Linked DNA regions of Sus scrofa: region 1 is linked to region 2. Evidence: chromatin contacts called from public targeted proximity ligation data. All regions are on one chromosome and are shown on one strand. The core of a region is the stretch at or near the end of the contact, and the rest is flanking DNA. Distances in the headings are between cores, read along the strand shown.

Evidence for each region.
Region 1: a targeted proximity ligation map of alveolar macrophages shows a contact between it and region 2. A contact is called at or near these places in 2 of 2 datasets of targeted methods (alveolar macrophages and skeletal muscle).

The regions. Positions count from the first base shown.
Region 1 is chr5:58,237,733-58,242,052 of Sscrofa11.1, forward strand. No RefSeq gene overlaps it. Among named protein-coding and RNA genes, the nearest start is that of ATF7IP, 90 kb to the left of the region's middle.
Region 2 is chr5:57,583,095-57,587,834 of Sscrofa11.1, forward strand. It overlaps ARHGDIB (Rho GDP dissociation inhibitor beta), which reads left to right. Exons shown (of 6, transcript NM_001244240.1): 2 at 3,427-3,610; 3 at 4,441-4,524. The coding sequence starts at 3,433. Among named protein-coding and RNA genes, the nearest start is that of ARHGDIB, 8.7 kb to the left of the region's middle.

The sequences.
Region 1 (4,320 bases), core at 914-3,413, 650 kb after region 2:
AGAGAGGGACATAGGGAGAGAGAAAGGAAGAGGGGAGAGAAAGAGACCCAGACTGTACACTCACAGGGGTCTCCACAGTCCTCCCCAAACCAGGGCTGCCTTCCAATTCAAACAAGCCTTAAGGTCTGAAGGCACTCATCTGGTGCCTCTGGAAGATTCTAAACATCCTTGGGATATTCAGGGGAAAGGGAATTTAGCAACGCCACCCCAAAATTTGCTCTGGCCCCTCCCCCAGCTAAGTTCGGACTTTGGCTAGAATTCCTGGGCAGCTTTTGGAGTTTTGGGGGGTCAGGAGATGTAACCGGTCCCAGAAGCTCTCAGTCGAACCTGGCCGCAGGATGTGCACACCCTCGACAGCTGCGGACCACAGCTCAGACTGTTAGACGCTCAGAGGAGCCACTTCGAGGGTGGGACTGATCAGATGTCAGAGGTTCTGGCACCTGGGGGAGGGGAAGCGAGGACAGGATTATCATTCCACTGTTACCCAACACTGCCAGGTCTCTTGGTTGAGAAGGTATGTACAGCTCGTATGTGTTTTTACGGCACGAATGAAAAGAGCATGTGGACAGTCTTTATGGTCGTTAATGCACAGGGCCGAAGGAACCTGGTCATTACATGTACAAATGCCAAGTGTATGTAGGGCGCTCCCAAGACACCTATGTGCGGTGTATATTGAGATTGTGCAATAATGCAGCAGAGGTGTGGAAAGGCGGTGTGAACTGCACGGTGTGAAGCGTTGTTCCCTCTCCTTCAGACCCTCTCACACATCCCTCCCCCACACCCGCACACACGTTAAACTACCCTTGACACAGACTCCTCCCCTCCCCCAACACCGCAGCCAGCTTTCTCTGAAAACTGATACCCTGAGGCCCTTTCCCTTACCAGCCACAATTAGGGGAAGTAGAAGGGAAAATGCGGACTGGATCAAGGCACAGAGGCAGTGCTCTGTCATTTTTCCTTCCGCAATAGGCCACTGTTCCGGCTCCAGGCCTTATATTTTATCTGACTTTGCAACGCCAGGAAACAGCTTTAGGCTCCTGCGAGTCCAGGCCGAATCCACTTCTCTCTGCGAAATCCATTTTGTATTTTCTCTTTCACCCTCATCAAGTCTCAGCCGAGGCTGTTGTTCTCAATCCAGCTCAGAAACTGGCTCAAACCGCCCTGAACTGGATTTGGTGGCTGTTGAGACACAGTTTCTGCCTCTTTGTTAGGGCGGATCCGGCCTCATTTGCTCCTCTGTTTCCCTCCCTCCTGTTTTCCCAGAGTCACCAACAGCAATTCCCCTCCCCCTGCTTTCCAGTTTGGCATTTTTTTACCCTTCCCTGGGCCAAGGCCCCCTGAAGTAGATTAAATTCTTTAATAAAATAGTGGATTTAGGTTGTAAAGCTTCAGCTTTTATTACATTAACTATTTAGTTCTGCTTTTCTCAAATTTGTTATCTAAACCAATTGACATGGTGCCCTTAAAATCTTGGCTCTCATTTTAACCTAGAAATATCTTAAATCTTCACTCTGGATGGAAATAACTTTAAATTTCAATTCAAAGGCTGAAAGATTAATTTGTTTTGTAGCTATATTTAAGTCAAAATAATTTATTCATTTCTTTGTTGAGAAATGACAAAACATAAAATGTATGGAATTTTTAAGTAGCCACTCATACTAACTGTTGCAACTGCGCGATTCCCAGAGAAAAGAACTGAAGACTTGAGATTGTTTTGGTTTTCGAACGTGTAATTATAACCCCTGGTCAGATTCTGTGAATTGTTTAGGGAAGAAGGCTGTTTGGAGAATGCGCGGGAACCATTCCTAACGTGATGCAGGTGGAGGCAAAACTAGGAGTGTGACGGAATGAGGAAAGGATAGGGCTGGGCTTCTGTAAGTTTTCTATCAAATTTAAGCATTTCTCACGTTTTGGAACTAGATAAGAGGGGGCGATTGTACAACATCGTGGAGGTATTAAATGCCACTCAATTGTACATTTTACAATGTTGATTTTATGTCATGTGAATTTAATCTCAGTTTTTAAATATTAAGCGTTTCTTGCGAAGAATTTTTTGTTTTCTTCTTGTGGGTTTTTGAAAAATCAGAGAGGACACAGATGATAAGCAACCATATTCGGGGTGTGTCTCCTTTCGGTGCTTGACGACTCACTAGTCTCCCCCTGCTGGCCAAAGCGAGCAACGTGTCACATCGTCGGAAGGCCTTTTGAGCCTGTCTCAATTATATGTCGAAGCACAAATAACAGGCTGCTTTTTTAGGAATCCTTCTCTTTACTTGTTTCGTGTGCATTTCATTTGTCTTACTTGTGTGCTTGGTATCAGGCTCTTTTACCAAACGAGGATCACAGACATTTTGCTTCTGTGAGGTTACAAAGGATTAATTAAAACTCAGCAGTTTAAAATTCACCCCTACATCCCCAAGCAGAACCATAAATGCTGTCATTTATCCTAAACTAAAAACCAGAGTTAAATTGATCATTTACATGTTTAGTTTCAGTAGAGCAGAAAGCCCTGGAAAAAAGCCAATTTTTTTCCCCAGTAGATCTGGAAAAGCTATTTTTATGTGAGGGGGGGGGGGGCTTTGTCTAGTACCCTGAGAAAGACTGGTTTTGGGTGAAGGTAATCCTCAAAACGTATGTATAAAAGGTCAGTTGCTCAATTAAATTTGTTTTTATGAAATTTACAAAGCTTAAGTAATTATTATGGGAAGAAAAACAGTAGTTTAAGCTATACTGGAGGTCAAGTAATCCAGATAAGCCTCCTCCTTGTTAGATCATTTGTTACTTTAGGATCTTCTCACCTTTTGTTTCACTTGCTTAAAATGCTCCTCCCTTCTCCAGTTCCTCCTATTTATGGTCAGGCCTCACCTCTCAAGCCTTTCCTTATATGTCACCTCCTGGAAGAAGTCTTACTGCTTTGTCAAAAGTAGATTCCTTATACCCTGTTATCTTCTCATATGACATCCTCTTTTTTTTCCTATTGTAGCAGCACTATATCTTACAGTTGTATATGTTTGTTTTCTTGTATTTTTTTCCTCCTTCACGAGCTTTTTAAATCTCCTAAAGGCCATATCTGTCCAATCAAAACTGTAAAACCAGCTTTTGAAAGAATACTTGGCAAAAAAGTAACAAGGAATAAATATTTGTTGAACAGATAAGTTCAGATACCATGTCTCTAGCTCCAGTCCAGTACTTTCTGGACTACTTTTCTTCTTTTACACCTTGTAGCTTTTTCAAGACTTCCCCTGTGTTCTCTTTCTCTTGTAAACTCTGAGTAACTACTGTTTTGTTTCTTCCCATAATGTGTGAGTTACTGAGTATACTGGAATCTTCACAGTTTCTTGATTTTTATCCTCTTAAAAAAAGAGAGAGAGAAACAGACGAATCATCTATTTCTTACAGTCTGTGTTTTCTCATCTGCAGTACTTGATTTTGCTCTAAAATTCCTCCCTCCCCTCTTTTTTGATTTTTGAATCTGGAGTTCCCCTCCCCCATCAAAACCTTCCCTACCACCAGGGGACAAGGGTCTGCCAATTCCTTCTGCAAAAAAAAACCACCTCTTCCTCCAGTCCAGAGAAAGACTGCTCCACGCAGAGATTTAAATTCCCTGGAATTTCAAGTAGGCAATTTGCATTTCTGAGAACCTTTAGACTAGTTGTCAGTCTTTTCATTGGACTTCAGCCCAACAGAAGAGTAATCCCTTTGGGGCATTTCTTTACCTAGGCAAATTAGCTATTATTACACTCTTCCGAAAGCTGTGCTAGGGGTTGGAGGACTTTTGTGACCTGTGGCTTTATTCCTAGTCATTGAATGGTTTTGATTGACTGACGGTTGTATAACTGGTAGAATTTCCCTAGCTGCCTACAAAATGCTGTGACTTTGACACCATTTAACTGGTATAGGGTAGTAGTTAAGAGACTTAACTACTGGAAGTCAGAAAAGCTCTAAGCTCTTAAGTCTTGGTTTTCCTATGCATTTTGTTTTTCTTCTGCAAAAATAGGATGTCCACTGTATAGAGTTGTGGTAATCATTATAGTAGTATTTAGAGAGCAATTACTTTATGCCAGTTACTGTTCTAATACTACTGTCCTGTAGGTATATATGATTAAATAGATAGGTAGATTGATTGATTGATCTAATCCCAGCCACCCTTTGGGGTAGGTATCATTGTCTCTGTTTTATATGGAGGCACAGAGAGGTTAGGTAACTCTCCCAAGGTAACACAGCTAGTAGGTGGCAGAACACATACACAGACCCCAGCTGTCTGGGTTCTGAGTCTGTGCTTTTAAAACCCAAGTCCAGCTTACCTGGCACTAGGTGAAT
Region 2 (4,740 bases), core at 912-3,411:
AGTGACAAAGTCAGGCTCCTAACGTTGGACTCCAATAAAGTCTCTGAAGAACTTCAGGGGCCCAAGAACACCTGTATTGAATGCACAATGTCATGGGCTTATCCCATTCTTCCTTTTATAAGGACCATGCATGGCTCTTAGCAGATTTTTAAAGAGACTTACAATCTCCAGAAAGATAAAGAACCATCCATCAACCCAGCCAGGTTGTATGGCTAGATTGCTCAGCCTCCAAATTTTCTCCACTTTGGAGGGTAACTTAAACATCAGTGCGTACTGAAGTAAAGTGTCTTTTGTAGCACTTCAAATATTTGTGACCTTAATTTTGCTTTTAAAAAGGCTTTCCCTGAGAAGTGCTTTCTGGCTCTTTATTGCCATATTATGACATTTTTATCTTTTTCCAATAAGCTTTCTAGAGTAAGCTGATTTGGGCTCATTTGACTTCATATCTCTTTTTCTTTCTTTCTTTCTTTTTTTTTTTTTTTTTTTTTTTGTCTTTTTGCCTTTTCTAGGGCCACTCCTAGAACCTCCTGCGGCATAGGGAGGTTCCCAGGCTAGGGGTCCAATCAGAGCTGTAGCTGCCGGCCTACGCCACAGCACAGCAAAGCCAGATCCAAGCCATGTCTGCGACCTACACCACAGCTCATGGCAACACCAGATCCTTAACCCACTGAGCAAGGCCAGGGATCAAATGCAAAACCTCATGGTTGCTAATTGGATTCGTTAACCACTGAGCCACGATGGGAACTCCATATCTCTTTTTCTTATGCTACATAGTGAGATAAAATTTTTTCCATGTGGTCCCGGATTTCCTCCTCTAGAAGATACAGTAATCCCACCTTATCCTCCACTCTTTGATGTCTTTAAATAAATTTGTGGCTCATTTGTATACACCAATTCTTGTATCTGTTTGCAATGAACCAAGGAAATTTAGAAATGACTTCAGATTTACTAATGAAAGCATTAAGATCTAGAAGACAGATAAATTGACTTGCCAATGATCACACACACTGTTAGAAGTTAGCAAATGGTATTCCAGACCAAACCTTCCCCCTCCTCTCTCTCTCTCTCTCCTTTCAAATTTGAGATTTGAGGATGTGGAATCACAATTCCCTGCAGGTTATTGTAATTCCTTGAGGTACTTAGTGGCTGGATGTGATGTCATCATCTCATAGTCAAACTTCAAGCACATGACTTGTTAGAACCAAACAACCCATTCCAGAAAGGTTTGTCCATAGGAGCTGAGATGTCTTCATCTGTAGATAGCTTTCCTGATGCCCTGTCTGGTTGGTTTCTTACATAACCTCTACTCTGGGTATCTGGTCAGGCTCCTGGGTGTCACCAGAGGAGAACCTGTCTCATCTGATTAGTCTCATCTGTGTTACTCTTTATCTGTTACTTAATGGCTGTCCTTAAACGACCCACCACCTACAACCTCCACCCACTGCATCCTTCTTTGTCTTTCCAAGCAGTTCATTCACTCCCTGAGTGTGGTTTGGAATATGAGTTGAGTTAGTCACTGTTTATTGTGCTGTTCTCTGGAGGCTCAGCTCCCAGAGGGCTGGTTCTTCAGCTGAAGCAAGAGTTGCCTTGGGAACAGGCCCACTTTCTTCTTTGCTGCACAGGAAGTGGACCTGGGCATTGCAATGCTGTTTTCAGAGCTGGTCAAGACTCATAGTGTTTGGCTTGTTATTTTGCTGGAAGACAATGGATGAGCCAAGAGATAGCCTTTCTTTGCCTTTTCTTTTTTTCTGTTAAAATTGCTTTCATTTGGCGTCACTTCCAAATTATTTTTCTTCCCGTTGCCAATAATAGTGACATGAAACTCAAAACCACAACTGATTTCAGCCAGAGATAGCTTCACTCTCAGGGGACTTTAGAGAGGTTTGCAGAGTCACACAGGATGAGATATGATAGATGTTGTCTTAGAGTTCTGCCACTTAAGAGCAATGAAGCATTTTCCCAAGGCAGGAAAGAGAGTTACCCTCAGAGTAGAAAAAAGGGAAGTGAGGAAATTATCTCCTTGGCCAAATATCTCCCTTGTTTCCCCCAAAAATAGCTTCCCTGCTACTTGCCACAGGGCCTGAAATTCTTCCAGGAGAGATTCTTCCTCTCTCTTAGGACACTGCATCTCATCCAGCTACGTGAACTTGGGCAATTCTCTCAACCTCTGGGTTTCAATTTTCTCAAGGATTAAAGGAAGGGTAGGAACATAACAGCTCTGAAAAGGTTCATTTCAGCTCTGAAAAGCTCTGACTATACATGCCCTAAGAGGAAGAATTTTTAAATCTATTATTCAGTCATCAACACTTAAGTGTGAATAATTTGGAGTTCCCTGGTGGTTCAGTGGGTTAAGGAACCAGGAACTGGCATTATCACTGCTATGGCACAGGTTTGATCCCTGGCCTGGGAAATTCCATATGCTACAGGAGCAGCCGAAACGAAAAGAAAAAAACAAAACAAAACACTTAATTGTGAATAATTCTAGTAGCTCTTTCCTTGATGTTTTAACACAAAACAAAGAAATGTAGATAATAAAGAAGACAGACCCCAAGGAATGCCCAGGTGAGGTCACAGGAAACCTGGAGATGGAGGGACATACTAAAAAAAGGAGGTGGAGCTAAATGGAAGGGTACTAAAGACATAGTTACAATTTGGAGGAATTTAGAGTCCTTTGCTATTTTGTGTCATTTCAAAAGAACAGAAGATCTTTATAGATGGAGCCTAGTAAGTCAATCAATGAATGCTTAGAAAATGGCTGAACCATTCAAGTGTTTGGGGAGATTCAAAGGAAACACATAACTTAGCACCTGCCCTCAAGGAATTATTGGCAGTGTTGGACAGAAACAATTCAGATACTCAGGCAGGTATCATAGAAGCCCACAACTTCTCATGAGTTGCCTTTGAGCCCTTGCAGGGGTTCAGGGAAAGATTCAATGAATGTGAGAAAGCTAACTCTCTTTAGCAAGCACTTGAAACCGTCATAACCAGGATGCTGAGAGCTTTGACGCTGGCAAGGCTGGCTGGATTTGAAGAACTGTGACCATCTCTGTAACTCTATGAACTGGGGCCATTCATTGAGTGTTCAGAACAGTTTGTGCTTGTGCTGTGTTGTTTCACTTGTATTACAGACTTCACAAATGAGTTTGTTTTTGTTTTTGTTTTTTGTCAGATTTCTTCAATGAACAGGAGAGACTCATCCCAGTACAGGAAAATATAGGCATATCAGAGAAAAGACTGGAAACATTATATTCTTATTTCATGAATGGGAATGAGGCTGAATTAGGGGAAATTTTCCTGGAAAGTCACTGACAATTAGAGAAGTTCATTAGGGCAGAGATAATGCTAACAGCAGACCCATAAATATTGTTCTTATCCATCGACAGCCTAATAGATCATCATATTATCTCGCTCCCTCTCTCTCTCTAGATCAAAATGACTGAAAAGGACCCAGAACCACACCTGGAGGAGGACGACGATGAGCTAGATGGCAAGCTCAATTATAAGCCTCCACCTCAGAAGTCCCTGAAGGAGCTGCAAGAGATGGACAAAGATGATGAAAGTCTAACTAAGTACAAGAAAACGCTCCTGGGGGACGGTCCTGTAGTAGCAGGTGTGTGTGTTTGGAGATGTGGGGCGGGCAGAGCGGCACAAACGAGGCATGTATTTCAGCTATTCAGGAGCAGGTGCAAAGGACAGGGTACCAAGTGCTTTCAGGGTTAACTGAGTGAGATACAACCTCTATGTGCTGGATCAAGTTAGGGACTGGATAATTAAGTGTACTTTGGAGATAAGGTGCAAGTTGCCATTGAGAGAGACAAAAATAACACATAGTGAGGATTTAGAAAGAATTTCAAACCAGGAGTTCTCTGGTGGCTCAGTGGGGTAAGACCCAGTGTTGTCACCACTTCTAGCCTGGGAATTTATGCATACAATGGATGCATAAAAAGTAAAAAAAAGTAAAAAAAAAAAAAAAAAAGCATTGCATACTACCACTCAGAATTGTATTTTCTTCATGATATCTCTCATTCTCTCTCTTTCTTCTCTTTCTCCTTCTCACTTGTACTTAACCATCCATCTCTTCCACATACACAATGGCAGACTAAGACATGGCCTAAAGATATGCATGGGCCATGCTCAACCATCGGAGTACCTTACCCATAACCACTCAGGCAATGTTTGCTATTGATGATTAAAATGGACCTACAAGCCCTGGAAGCAGAAATAGCATCACTGGAATTAACAAAAATCACTAAGATCAAGCATGGTGAATCTGCCACTTCCTTTTCTATTTCTTCTCCAGACAGAGATGTCCCTTTTCCTTTTCTCTCTCTCTATTCTATTTGAAATGGGTGCGCGCGCGCGCGCACACACACACACACACACACACACACAGTGTATATGCCTCTTCTCTGTGCTCACATTCCCTTTTGAACCCTGCAGACCCTTCGGCCCCCAATGTCACTGTCACCCGCCTCACCCTGGTTTGTGAAAGTGCCCCAGGACCGATCACCATGGACCTCACGGGTAAGTGGACACATCTGTTCTGTTCAGCGGGGCCTAATGGTATCACTGGGAAAATTTGGCCTTTGTCCCCTGTCCCCACAAAAGCAAACCCCAGTAAGGTGATTTCTAATAAGTTCTCTTGGGACTGGTTCACAGGTCATTGCTCTCAGAGTACACAATATTTATCGTGCTTAATGAAAAGCCCAACCTCTGTCTCTATTTCACGGAAAAATGAGC